3 separate regions of the Mus musculus genome follow, and regions 2 and 3 are each linked to region 1. The links are chromatin contacts, called in public promoter capture Hi-C and targeted proximity ligation maps. All regions are on one chromosome and are shown on one strand. The core of a region is the stretch at or near the end of the contact, and the rest is flanking DNA. Distances in the headings are between cores, read along the strand shown.

Region 1 (4,328 bases), core at 1,153-3,652:
GCAAGAATCAAAACTCAAGGCTAAGGAGGCAAGGCTGCAAGCGGTACCTGGTCAGTGACGTCATACACCACAATGATGCCATGAGCCCCGCGATAGTAGCTGGAAGTGATGGTCCTGAACCGCTCCTGACCAGCTGTGTCCCACTACGAGTCAGGAGGAAAAGGGTAGGTCAGCCACGGGAGAACTCCCACCCCGAGGAAGCCACTTTTGCCTGAGGGCTGGAGAGGGGTCATACTCACAATCTGCAGTTTGATGGTTTTGCCGTCCAGCTCAATGGTTCGAATCTTGAAATCCACACCGATGGTGCTGATGTAGCTCTCTGTGTAAGTGTCATCCTGAAAGGTTGTGGCTGGTGAAACGGACTGAGCAGACAGGTCCCTGCCCTGCTGTGCTCCTCACTGTGCCAGGCGAGGTTCTAAGCTCCCCAACTTGCAAGGAAGGCCTGGGCCCTCGCTGTGGCGGCTCCAGCAGCCTCACTCTTGGTTCTTAGGACTTGCAACTACACTGAGTTCTGAGTTGCCCCTTCTTCCTCCCAGTGGCAGCCTGAACCCCAAGTGGATAATAGAGGGGTGCTTCTTACTCACAGCAAACCGCAGGAGCAGGCACGACTTGCCCACGCCGGAGTCACCAATCAAAAGCAGCTTAAACAGGTAGTCACTGGCGAGAGAAGATGGGAAGGTATGAAGGCAAGCAGGAAGTCCTCCCCTGTCCCTTCCTGCACTAAGCACAGCAGGACTGTAAGGCATACTTCTGCTTGGTCTACTACGGTGCTCACTAGAGCCTTCTACTGTTCTGAAAAAGGGACAAAAGTAAGTAAAAAAAATTGACCCTTATTAGCCCCCAATAAGCTAGCACAGTTTGCTAAGAGATATGTGGTATCATTTGGTAAAAACTAAGAAAATCACATTAGGCCATACAGTATGCCAGTCTAGGACCCAAAAGGGAAACCTGACCCATAAAGTCAAAATAAATATGAAGCTGGAATGGGAGGTGATGAGTGAGTGTGTGAGTGTGTGTATGTGTGTGTGTGTCTGTGTGTGGTGAGGGGAGGACGGTGCTTGCCTCTTGGCAGAGGCAGACAGAATTCTGAGTCCTAGGCCAACCTGGTCTACAGAGTGAGTTTCAGGACAGCCAGGGCTGCAGAGAAACCCTGTCTGAAAAATCCAAAACAAAAAACAAATGTGAAAGAGCCTGAGATGAAGTCACACTAACAGGAGGCAGTCAACAAGTGGCCATGGAAGCAGCCGTCAATACTAAACTGGAACTGACCCTGTGTGAAGCACTTGAAATCACCCTTTACTAAACCCTCACAACAGTGCACACAAGTGGGTGAGTGTTATTTCCAACCACTGAGGAAGCCAGAGGTCACAGAAGGGAGGTGACTTGCCCTAAGCAGTTGAAAACTGTGAGACTGGAAACCAGGCCTGTCAGATTCCAAGCTCTTTGACAGCCAGCCGGTAGCTTCCCCCTCCTAAGCCCACTTCTGAGTTCGAGCCTCCTCAAGGAAATCTGAGGCCTCGAGTTGGGGAAGAAAAAGGAAGTGGAGACAGGGAAGAAGATAACGTGGGTGCAAAACTGCATGCCGGCCATCTACTCCAAAGGGTTTGGGCTTGAGGAATAAAAATTCTACTCCAAGGGAGCAAGCAAACTCCACATTCACCTAAAGTTCTTTGGCAGTGTGACAGGAAGCCAGCTGACAGTGGCACTGAAGGCCCGAGCAAAGGTGAGAGGACAGAAAAGAACAGACCGCCGGGAGCACCATGACAGCACGACCCAAGCAGGGCAAATGGTAGCCTCGGAGGAAAGGATCTGCAGGGGATGTGAATCAAACAGGGACTTGGGGGTCCCCTCTTGTCTTGTTAGCTTCTAGGCCAGCCCTGGGACCGAGGCTCCAGAAGAAAGGCAAAGGCAGAGAGGTTCACAGCCCAACTCAAAGTACTCGACTGTGGAGATCAGAAACTCTAGCGATGGGCTCCAAACCGCCTGCCCTTGGTCAAGCTGTAGGTGGGAAAATTGAAGCTCAGGGAGACCAAATCTGCACGGTCACCTAACCAAAAAGGCCTGTGAGGGCTGGTGCTGCGGGCTCCAAGTGCTGCCCATTCAGGCTGCAGCCTCCGGGCCTCGGGCTGCAGAACTCGGGGTGTTGAGTCGGGGTCCTGGGGATCCCGGGGGGAGGGGCAGGACCCGGATGTAAGGGGGGGGTCAGCGGAAGAGGGACCCGGATGTGGGGGCGCCGCGCAGTTCTGACCAAGGCCAGACAACTTCGGCAAGCATATAGCCCCATAGACAGGATCGAGGCTGCGCCGCACGGCGCGGGCGGGGCTCACTCACTATTCGGGGTTCATGGCGGCAGCGGTGGCCCGCTCGGTCGCTCCCAGTCGGCTCTGCTCCGCCTCCCGTTCCAAGATGGTTGCCACTCCGCCCTAGAGGCCCCGCCCGCGCCGCGCAGGCGCAAATCCTTCCGACTCGGGTTGCGCCGCGCTGCCTTGCGGAACCTGTAGTTTCCATGGATATTCGACTTGCCACTGCTGCGCAGGCGCAACTCAGGGAACAGAGCGGCCGTGCACTCTCCAGAAGCCACCCGCGAACGGCCTTCTGGGGTCTGTAGTCTTCCCAATCACTGAACCGACCCAGCTACAAAAAAATCTTCGTTGGGCTACCTAATCTGCAAGTTTGGATCTTGTTTAGTACCGGGGTAGGTAGGTATACTTCGCCTCTGAGGTGGGCAGCCACTTTTACCCTCTCGGTTCGCAGATTGAAACTAAAAGGTGTAGCGTATTTAGGACCAGAAAATTTTGACTTATTCAGTGTTCTTCGTGGAATGGACACTGCAGCCTTAGTACCAGGATTATATGATCACTAGTATTACATATATGAAAAACCATCTCAGGAAGCTCAGTCCAAGAACGTATTAAGAAGTCATAACAGGCAGAATTGTCTAGAACCCCATAAGGGCATGTGTTAGGTGCAACCCCAAAATCTGTAGCATCCCCCCCAAACAGTTCAGGATAATGGCAGAGTATTAGTTCCAGCCTCGAGGGCAGGGAATGATATGCGTGTGTATCCTGTATCCCTCACTCCCGCAGCCTCTCCCGATTCCACCCGACTCAAGGGATGCTCAGGGGCTCTGGGACTCCTCAAAACAAGCCCGGTTCAGATTCAAATCGTCTTTATTTCTACAGCAACATCTGAAAATAGAGAGTGACTGCCTTACCCAACAAATGGGGTAGCCCCTCCTACTGTGTGGGAGGAAGGGGGACATCAGAAGCTGAGGCAAGGATGGCGTGGCAGGATGGCTCAATGGGCTGTGCCCAGGGTGGGGTCAGGCCATGCCTGGGAGGGGCTGGGGTGGGGGCGGGGTGGGGGAGGACAGTGCATTAAGTCCCCGGAAGCAGCACAGGGCCCTGTGGTGTGAGGGTCTGGGCATTTGCAAGATGGAGTGGAACGAATCCCTCCAAGACCAGGCGAAGAGGTCTAGGGACCCCTTTTGGGAGGCTCTGGTCCCAGAACTTGAAGCTTGGGAGATACCACCACTGGGAACGGGGTGATTTAAGGCCTGGGCGGTACCACTGGATAAGAGAGAGGCAGGTGGTGGCCCGGGAATACCGTGGACTGAGAGGAGGGCTGAGAGGATGACACACGGCCAATAACTTATTTCTCTATATACAGAAGCAACGGCCGGGAGTGGAGGGCAAAGGTGCTGAGGGGACAGCAAGTACTTAGTGTTCTTGGCTTTGGGGCTGGGTAGACAGGCCACCACTCCCACAGGCCCTGAACTCAGGGAAGAAAGGCCCCCTGCTGGAAGAATAAATAAGGAGCAGAGCTGGAGCCGGCAGGACCGTCCTCCAGGGCCATGGCTGAGATGACAAGGGAGGAAGTTACCCTGAGATTGAACAGAAAAGACAGGGGTCCTTGGGAGGGGCAGGCAGGACAAGCAGCAGGCCCATGCGCAGGGCTGGGGGAAGGGACCATGTCGGATGGAGGCTCTGGTGACTGGCTGCCCCTTCAGCTTTAGCCCACCAGGGAGCTTCTTCGAGAGAGGTCCATGGAGCTGGAGCTCAAAGTGCGGCTGTCAGAAAGACCCGTGCCTCCAGGCTGTGGGCAGAGGATGCAGCTTAGTCCTAAACTGTTGGGAGTGAAGGGGGACGTGGGGGGTGGGGGGACGACACACACGCAGCATTCCAGAAGAGGAAGGGATGATAAAAGGGCCAAACTAGGTGCCCTGTGCAAATACAGCCAGTCTAAGACTGGCCAAAGTTAAAGTTTAGCTCACAACCAGGACCTGAGAGCTTCAAGTGGGAACTGGTTGACTGGATCTCTGCCCCAAG
Region 2 (4,410 bases), core at 1,669-4,168, 1.0 Mb before region 1:
TCCCTCCTTCTATGTACTTACCTGATCATCTACTCTTCCAACGAGCCACTCAAAAGCCAGTCTATCCAGTTATCCAGCCAGCCACCCATCCTTCTACCCACTGCCAAAGGTTCTGATCCTGACAGCTGCAGGGTTCCAGAAGGCTAATCTCCTGCACTAAGACCTTGGAGTTGACAGTCTGCCAACCCCACCCTCTTGTCATCAACCCCCTCTGTAGAGGTCACCAAATCTTCTCTTGTCTCCTTATGGCCTCTGCCCAGTGTGCCCTGATCTAATGATTCACAACCTTAGCCCTGAACCTGTTTGGCTAAGTCACTGTTGAGCTAATTGAGGACACCAAGATGAGGTCTCCAGGACACTGAGATGCAAGCCAAGAGGGACTTCCAGCCAGGAGACAATGACTTTGTCCTCATGGGAAACTTACCTACTAACTTTTGACTCATTATTTTCCTAACCACCTTGGACTATACTTTGAGACACATATTTCTCATTATCTCCTATCTTCCCAGAGGGAAATACAAGATTAACCTTCATTTTGTTTTTTGTTTGCTTGTGTGTTTTTTCAGACAAATCACTGAACTTACCGACTGACTCATGCCTAGGTTCCCAGCTACTTGACAAGAAGAAAGGAGAAAAAAACAGAGAGAGAGAGACAGAGAGAGAAGAGAAGAGAAGAGAAGAGAAGAGAAGAGAAGAGAAGAGAAGAGAAGAGAAGAGAGAGAAGAGGCTGGAGATGTAGCTCACTAGTGGAGTATTTGCCTAGCATATATGAAGCCCTGGGCTCCAACCCCAGTACTGGATAGAAATGAAAAGAGGGTCAGAAGATAAAGTACTTTTTCCCGGGGACCCAGCCCTGTCAGACCCTCTAAGACCTTACAGAACATGAGAGAATATGCTTTCTGGGCACTGTTTTTGAGGATGTCCCTGCCTGGTGCAGATGGTCTGAAAAGCCACACGCTGGGTCCTGTGAACAATGACAAAGAACCCTTCCAACACTTGACCGCCTGGCCAGAGTCCACACACCTCTCAGGCTTGCCTGTCCCAGATCTCAGTCTTCTTCACGCTGTGTTTAGCCTGTTCCCTCCTCATGGAGGCCACCTACTCCCAGTGACCTTATCTCACCTCCACACACAGCAAGGCCTCCCTCTGAGAGGTAGCCTGTGGGACTGTCCTTGTATTTTCCCATTGACTATAGTCCTACATTGCTGAAGGTGCTGCCCCTACCACGTCAAAAGCTCTAGAGGTGAAGCTGACAGGCTGCTCCCAGGCCGAGGGTGACAGTGCCACCCTCTGGTGCCCTCTCTCTACTGTCTATACGTTCTACAGAGGCCACTGATGTTCTCCCCTTCCTCCCGAGGGCTCTGCCCAGTGTTACTTGAGAGTTCCCGGACTCTGCCAGATCACTGTTGACTGTCAGCCTCATTCAGGGCTACTTGACATCAGCAGAACAGGCCATGTCTCTAGTGTGCAGAGCCTTCCTCTCACCTGCCTGGGTGGGTATTCCGAAGCACAAACAGACTGCTTGGTGGCCTTTGTCTGAGTTAAATGCACTTGAGACTGGAGTCTTCAGGGCAGGTGGGGTCTGTTGTGTGGTCCCCAATGCTGGCCTGGGACTAGAAACCACCCTGGGGTTTCTTATAATCCAGACTGGACTGGAACTTACTATGTAGCCAAGGATAACCTTGAATTTTGATACTTCTACCTCTGGGTATTTTACAGGTGTACAACACTTTGTCCAGTTTTTTTTTTTTCTGTACTGTGTTGAGCTCAGAGTCTTTCTGTATGCTAGGCAAGCACTCTACCAAGGGAGATATAGGCCCTGCCTCTCTCCCCACTCTCCCTCCCGTCCTTGATGTTTGCAAGCTAGTCACTGAATCGATGATAGAGTCACTAGCTCAGATGGCAGACATGGCATGGGATCTGGTTCCCTGGGACAAAGGCTGGTGCAGAGGGCATGTGAATAAATCATGAGGGGCCCACGACAGGCCAGCAGGCCACAGCTGACCTCATTCTGGAAGTGAGAGTAAGCTGCTGTGTGGTGAGTGGCTGCAGTGTGGCAAGGGGCAAGGGTCTGTGTGGCACCTTTATTCTTGTTCCTTGAGAAGAGCTTACAGGTCAGGGGGGTGGTTCACCCAGGAGGTGGGGAAGCAGAGGTGGAAACAGAGGTATCCTGGGACTCCAGATGGGGAAGAGAGGAGCAGGTGGCATACTTTTCCAGAATCTTGGAGCTGTCCTGGGAAAGAGAATGGTGGAGGGGTGGAAAGGGCAAACAGGTAGAGCAAACCGAGAAAGAGCCCCTGTAAAACAGTGAAAGGGCAGAGAGACAGATAGATGGACAGACAAGCACACACAGAGAGACAGACAGACAGACAGAGACAGAGAAGCAGAGACAGGGAAACAGAGATACAGAGAGACACAGAGACTGAGAGAGACAGGAAGACAAAGACAGAGACAGACAGACAGACAGACAGAGACAAATAGAGAGACAGACAGACAGAGACATACAGACAAACAGACAGGGGCAGAGAAACAGAGACACAGAGAGACACACAGAAAGGGCAGAGAGACACAAAGACACAGAGACAAACAGGAAGACAGAGACAGAGAGAAAGAGATAGAGAGACAGACAGAGAGACAAAGACAGAGAGGGGTTGAGGGGGACAGAGAGAGGTTAAGGCACAGAGAGAAACTGAGGGGAACAGAGAGACTGAGAGGGCCTGAGGGTCCTGAGAGTACTGGTCTACCAAGACATAGCATAGGCCAAGCCAAAGCAGATGGAGAGCAAGCAGGATACGGAGCAGGAAGAATGTGTTAGGACCACGAACCAGAGAAGTGCAGGCAGGATATGGGACTGAAGGAGGCCAGCCAGCGTGGGAGCCTGGCCACCTGGATCAGCGAGGAGCCCCAGGGTGGAGTCTGTGGTCCTGTGAAGGTTGGGAAGCACTCTAGGAGGTAGGTGAAGATTTCAAAGATGGATTATGGGAGCAGCAATGGAAGAAGACAGTGACCTTAGAGGACTCGGGCTCTTCTAACCCCCAGAGCTAGAAACAAAAACATAGCCACAGCTTGCACTGAGCCACCGACCTACAGGTGGAGGAGACCCAGCTGGAACAGAAAACGTACCACACCTACATCCATGGCCCTACCGGAGGGCCCAACAGATGGCAGCCTCCCTGAAGGAGACTCCAGTCCATCCTCAGGCACTGCAGGACCCAGCCAAGACCTAGCCAGCCCCACTACTCGCAGAAGGGCCCTTCTCCGTGAGCTGGAAGCCCAGGTGCAGGCTGCCTACGGACAGGTAAGGGGCAGGAAATGTTCTTTTCTAAAGGACCCCAAATCCCAGCTGGCTATAAAACACACCTAGAACCAAGTCCACATACAGGTGACCAGAGTGGTCAGGAGAAGTTAGGGGATCCGCCTGCCATCTCTGTTGATGCTGAGGGAGCCCTTCATGCACCATGACAAGCCCTGAATGGATACAGGGTTTTGATAGGGGTGCACAGGAACTCCAGAATGGGCCAAGATAAAAGCAAGCAGGCTCTCTCTCTCCCTGAGGACTTCATCTCCCAGCTCCCAGTTGACACATTGGGAGAACTGGGAATCCAAGCACTGGGTGCCTACTTCTTCTGGAGGGATCCAAGCCTGCTTCTGAAGGTGCTGATTGGGGGAGATTAGTGTAAGGCTGAGAGAGGGGCTGATTGGAGGGGGGGCTGATCAGAAGACCCTCCCGAGGGAAGAGCTGGGAGACTGTGCCTTCCAGGGGGCCTTTGCTCTGAGTAAACCCACACACACACTCACAGAGATACTCAGAGATAATCCCGGATTGGATTAGGGCCCAAGCCCCGGGCCCAGGGCTCCCCGCCTGCCCACCCGCTCCTGATCTTGCCCACAAAACCCCAGGAAAATCCTCTCCAGTGCTCCCAGGCTGTCCCTGGAAACAGCAGGGGGCTGGCAGAATCCACAGCATCCTCCCAGGACTCCGGGCCTGGCATGGTTCAGAGACCCATGGGGAACTGTGCCAAGACGCCATGGCACCGGGGGTCTAAGGTAGGAAGGTGAAGGGGAGAGACATAAGGCCAGAAACCTGGGTGGCCAATGCACTGGGCAGGTAGTACCCAGAGACCTGGGGTACTGGGCTGGATGAGAGATTGGCTCCAGAGGAGATGGAGGGATATCTGTGTGCTCCCCTGCTAAACTGATAGGCCAGCTACGCATTCTGTGCAGGCCTGACTCTCTCAGCTTTAACCCGGCTGACCAGAGCTAGAGGTCAGGTCTTGTTCTCCTCCTTGACCCGGCTAAGGCTCTCACTCCTTCTGCGCTTTAGTTTACCTAACTGAGCAGTTGGGGGTGAACTCTTCCAGCCTGGGATGTTAATGGGTCTTGTGTACCTAGAGGCCCCTCCCCCTCTGT
Region 3 (4,940 bases), core at 9-2,508, 1.2 Mb after region 1:
TTTAGCCTCATCGATAAATATTTTGTCTTTTTTTTTTTTTCTTTTAAGACAGCGTCTGTTGTCGAGGCTGGCCTCAAATCGATGGGTTCAAGTGATCCTCCAACCTTTCCAAACAGTTGAGACCACAACTGTGTGCTAAACAACTCCTCCGGTGCCTTTTAGACTTCTCCAATGGCCCTTAGATCCTCCTGCCACTTGGGTGACCTGATATTAGTTACCTAACAATCATAGTCCCCAAATCTCTGACATCACCCACTAGACACCAGCAGACACAGCCAAGGGGGCTTAGGTGTGGCCAGGTATGATGGTGGGGAACAGCTACCAACTGGAAACAGGTTGGGACTCAGAACGGAACAAGAGATGGTACTGGTGGTGTCCCTGACAGGAAAGCGGAAATTTTGGGGCTTTTAATTTCCCCTAAGTTCCCACAACATTTCATTGTTGCTCAACACTGCCCCTCTTCCTTACAAAGGGTATTTCCGATTTCACTTCCTCCAAACTCATCTAGCCAGAAAGCTGCAACTTTTTACCCCATTCCGCAGCTGGCACCGCCTTGGTGAAAACTCCCCGCTAGGTCACGTCAATTGTTTCCATTGCCGTGTCCCTCTCCCATCAGTCTGAGTGGAGTCCCAGCGCACTCTTCCTCCTTCCTTACCGATATTCCTCTTCCCGGTGTCCTGTACTCCCTCGGCTTTCCCTATTCCCGCTGTCCTGTCCCTCTCCAGAGTCGCTAAAAGACCAAAGGGTGAGGCTCCCGATGCTTTTGGGAGTTCCTAGCCAGCGGAAACACTGCAGTTGGGGAGCGCAGCTGAAGTACTTGGGGGTGTCCGGAAGCCCACACGTGCTAGATGGTGCTCAGACTTAGTACATCTCGACGCCAGACTCTGGCACCCGCGACCGCCACACTTCCACGAGCCATCCCTCGAGGGGCGGAGCAAAACAGGTGCGGTTGCCAAGGCACCGCAGCCACGAGCTCGCGATATTTGAAATCAGCTAATGGGAAGCAGAAGAGGACGTGGCACGCGAATGGGGCGGGGCCTGGAGGGCTCTTCCCCCGCCTCCTCTCGGGCCAGCCTCGAGGCGGCGGCCAGCGTGCGGGAACGCCGGGCTCCGGCTTATTATAAAGGGGCGGCTCGACGAGGTTCGCGCGACCCTCGGCAGAGGGCGCTGTCGTGGTCCTCACGCCGGCCCTCGAGCCTGCGCCTGCGCGGTGCGGGCAGCGCCCCGCCCCCTGCCCCTCTGCCCTCCGCCGGCCGGCCGGCCCCTCCTCGGCCGCGCGCCCCAGTCCCGCTCAGCCACCGCTCCGTCCTGTAGCAGCCAGCCCCGTCTCCGGCATCATGTTCAGCTGGGTGAGCAAGGATGCCCGCCGCAAGAAGGAGCCGGAGCTCTTCCAGACGGTGGCCGAGGGGCTGCGGCAGCTGTACGCGCAGAAGCTGCTGCCGCTGGAGGAGCACTATCGCTTCCACGAGTTCCACTCGCCCGCGCTGGAGGACGCTGACTTCGACAACAAGCCGATGGTGCTCCTGGTCGGCCAGTACAGCACCGGCAAGACCACCTTCATCCGCCACCTGATCGAGCAGGACTTCCCGGGGATGCGCATCGGGCCGGAGCCCACCACCGACTCCTTCATCGCGGTCATGCACGGCCCCACCGAGGGCGTGGTGCCCGGCAACGCGCTCGTCGTGGACCCGCGGCGCCCCTTCCGCAAGCTCAACGCCTTCGGCAACGCCTTCCTCAACAGGTACCCACCCCTTGCCCCCCAGCGCGAGGATACCAAAGGCCTCCGGAGCCATTGCCCCCAGCCGGCCTTTGTCTCCGAGAGCCCCCGCCAGACCCTAGGCGACCACTCCCAGGGACACCGGCTTTGCTGCGTCCCACTAACTACCCGAGAGAAGTTAGAGACTAGGCATCGTCCACTCTTCTGGCTTCTGTCATTCCCAGAACCTTCCAGGTTTTCAGTTTAACTCTCACATCCTCCTGCAGACCCCAGACCTACTTCCCACAGAGCGGGGGGCTGCTGTGAGAAGATGAACCATTGCTGTCCCCCCTTTCTTGTTCCTCATTCTGGAGGCACCCAGCTCATTCTCATGAATCCCCCTCCTCCTCTGGGGTCCGTTTTTAAAGTGTGTGTCCTGGGAAACCTCGAGACTTAGATGTTCCTTTTGCTAGTGTGTCACTCTCTGCGTCACATCTCCAGGGACCAGTGGTTTTGTGTAGGAAGGGCGCGGAGGCTATGCTTTGGTCTGCTGATTTGGGGGCAGCCCCCTTTGAAGGCAGGGGATGAAGGAGTCCCAACACCCCTCCTAAAAGCAGCACTTACGTGAATGCCAAACCAGCCAGGAGTACAGGAGACAACCCTGTCTCAAACACAACAAAACAAAAAAAGCTTAAGTCAGTGTTGCCTCAGGAGACTTCAGGGACTTCAGGGGGTGGTAACACTGTGGCTCCTGAAATGACCAGACCCATAGTCTAGGATAGATTGGATAGACTTCGTGTGTCTCCTGGAGTCTCAGCTTAACCAGTTCCCGGTGAGTTAGAGTCAGCCCCTCAGGATGCTATGAATGAATCACAGTGGCCTGCCTGAGGAGCTCTTAACACCCAGGATCTTTAAGGGCATTGGGGCATCCCAGACTCCTCCCACAGGAGGTATGACAGGACTCACAGACCCTGCCCTCTCTGCTCCCTCTTTCAAGGAGTGACTCTACATGCCTTTCGACTTCTGCATTCTGCCTAGGGGAACAGCCTTGGAAAGAATGTGAATCCTGCTTTCCAGGTCTCCGCCCTGTGTGAGCACATTCCTCTGTAGACACTGTCCGGCCCAACAGGGCGGGCCAGCTTGTTCTAGAGCAAGCTTGCTGCCAGGCCTGCCTCCTTTCAAGGAGCTGATCTTTAACGTCCTTTTGTCCCTTCTAGGCAATTTCAGCCTATCTTGTTTTATGATAATGGTGTGTGCTTGACAGCCTGGGTTGTATACTATGCTCAAGTCCCCTTAGCCTGGAGCCTTTGCCTAAGGATGTTTGAGCTTTGCCGCCCCTGTAGGTAGGCCATTGGCTCAGATTGCAGTTGGTGGGAGCCTTTGGTCTTGAGAGAAGTTTGGCTGCTGGGCTAAGGAGTTCGTTCATGCTTTAGGTCTCTGCCTCAGGAGAGACTGGAAGACTTGCTGTTCCAACTGCTGCTGCCTTCCTCTGTCTTCACCTCACTGTGAGGGCAGACCTCTTGTGAAATGAGGAACTTGGCACCTTCTCAGTTTCCCACCTGTGGAAATTCAGAACTTAAAGGGCTAGAGGACCGCCCACACCATCCCAGTAGCCCCCAGCTCACTCAGTAACTCATGAATCCTAGGTCCTGCTGAACTGTCAAGGTTAATAAGGCTGTGTACCCTGTACACTCACTACTACCTCTGTCCTCCCAAAAGAAACAACTTAGGAGGTCTGGCCTGGGGTACAGGGATCCAAGAACTATACATCCATTTCCTTCTTGCCACCACCAATTCCAGAGGGTCTCTAAATGCTGGTGAAGTCCAAGACCGGAGCTGTGTCAGGATGTGCCTCTGGCCAGGGAGGGCACAACAAAGGGGGCTTTTCTCTGGCTGATACAGCTTTTCCTGGAACTCTTAAAGGGACCCATTGAGTCATGAACTTGATTTATTAGCCCCCCCCCCCCAGGGCTGCTCAGAGATAGTGAGAGGAACAAATGGAGACAGGCATAAAGCAATCCCAAAAGGGGTTTGTGAACGCCCCTGCTTGCTTAGCTGGACCCACCCACTAGTCCTAAGGACTCAACTCCCCATCCCTGTTCCTAGGGAGACATCCTTACAGCCTCTTGCCTTTCTTGTGGTCCCCTTACCGGGCCTTGCGGAGTAGTGGGTTCTCATGGACCTGCAGATGTGCCTATGGGACCTCTTTGTGTCTGTTACTTCTCAGCGCCAGCTCCACTTCCACTCTGGCTTTCTTTCACTCTCTCTCCATTGAGTAGAGGATTTCTTCCCAGGCAAGGGGAATTGAGGTGTGGTGTGCAGTGACTTACAGCACTGGGCTCTGCTACACTTGGACACAGTGCTTTTTTTCCCTTTGGCCTGCTGTCCCCGGCCCATGGGGAGACTCACCATCATAACTTGGGGTGTGGAGCCACAGGAGACACTCACTTACTTGCTCCCCACTGGGGAAAGCCCAGTTTTAAGCCTGTATCTGGCAGACCTTGCGTCTGTATTTTCTTTGCTCAGAGAGCTTTTTAAAGGAGCCCTTTCTCTGTCCACTAAAGAACCCCACCCTTTACATCAGCTGATAGCTGCTCTGAGCTGTTCTGCTAAACTCCTAGCTCAACATGGAACTCTGATATGCAGCTAAGCCCTTACCCAGGGTTCACTAATATCCCTCTGTTGGCTTTCTCTTCCTAGGCTGGTTTTGACTTTGAAAGAGTGGTGTGTCTGTACCCCTTCCACAGCGCTGACTACTGCTGGCTCATTGCAGCTTCAAGCAGCTGGCTCCAGCAGCAGGGACTGTGGGCATGCTCAGTGGGAAGGTGAAGACCTGAGTTCAGAGTTCCAGCACCCTTTAAATATTGTACATACTGGAACTGTTTTTGCAAGCCTGTAATCCCAGCACAGGGGTTGGAGTAGGGTAGCAAAAAGAAGAGATCCCGGTACACCCTGGGGCCCACCAGCCAGTGAGCCTAGCTGAATCCGTGGGAGGTTCTGTCTAAGTGAGGTAGAGGAAGACACTTGAGGCTGTTCTCTAGCCCCCGTGTACCTCTGCCCACACACAGAAAGAGACCACGCTTCTTTTAGTGTGGGGGAGTTTAGCTAGATGGTTGGAGTTTCTTTTTTATCGATGTTGTTATTATTTTGCTTTGTTTCATTTTTCGAGGGTCTCTACATAACCCTGGCTGTCCTGGAACTCAACTATGTAGACCTGGCCAGCCTCACAGAGATCGCCTGCCTC

What was found. Promoter capture Hi-C pulls out the DNA fragments that hold promoters and counts their contacts.
Region 2: a contact with region 1 is called in a targeted proximity ligation map of pancreatic cancer cells.
Region 3: a promoter capture Hi-C map of pre-B cells shows a contact between it and region 1, with 2.3 times the contacts expected there. A contact is called at or near these places in 4 of 39 promoter capture datasets (the SN4741 cell line, liver and pre-B cells), 1 of 484 Hi-C or Micro-C datasets (B cells), 2 of 130 datasets of targeted methods (kidney and pancreatic cancer cells) and 2 of 9 other capture datasets (adipose tissue and liver).

The regions. Positions count from the first base shown.
Region 1 is chr19:5,104,594-5,108,921 of GRCm38.p6, forward strand. It overlaps Rab1b (RAB1B, member RAS oncogene family), which reads right to left and starts at 2,403. Exons shown (of 6, transcript NM_029576.3): 1 at 2,332-2,403; 2 at 585-657; 3 at 240-335; 4 at 48-143. The coding sequence starts at 2,345. Klc2 (kinesin light chain 2) reads right to left here. Exons shown (of 16, transcript NM_008451.3): 16 at 3,153-4,095. The coding sequence ends at 4,012.
Region 2 is chr19:4,079,570-4,083,979 of GRCm38.p6, forward strand. Cabp2 (calcium binding protein 2) reads left to right here and starts at 2,919. Exons shown (of 6, transcript NM_001160253.1): 1 at 2,919-3,298. The coding sequence starts at 3,137.
Region 3 is chr19:6,275,638-6,280,577 of GRCm38.p6, forward strand. It overlaps Ehd1 (EH-domain containing 1), which reads left to right and starts at 1,259. Exons shown (of 5, transcript NM_010119.5): 1 at 1,259-1,741. The coding sequence starts at 1,338. It overlaps Gm14963 (predicted gene 14963), which reads right to left and starts at 941. Exons shown (of 2, transcript NR_168273.1): 1 at 656-941.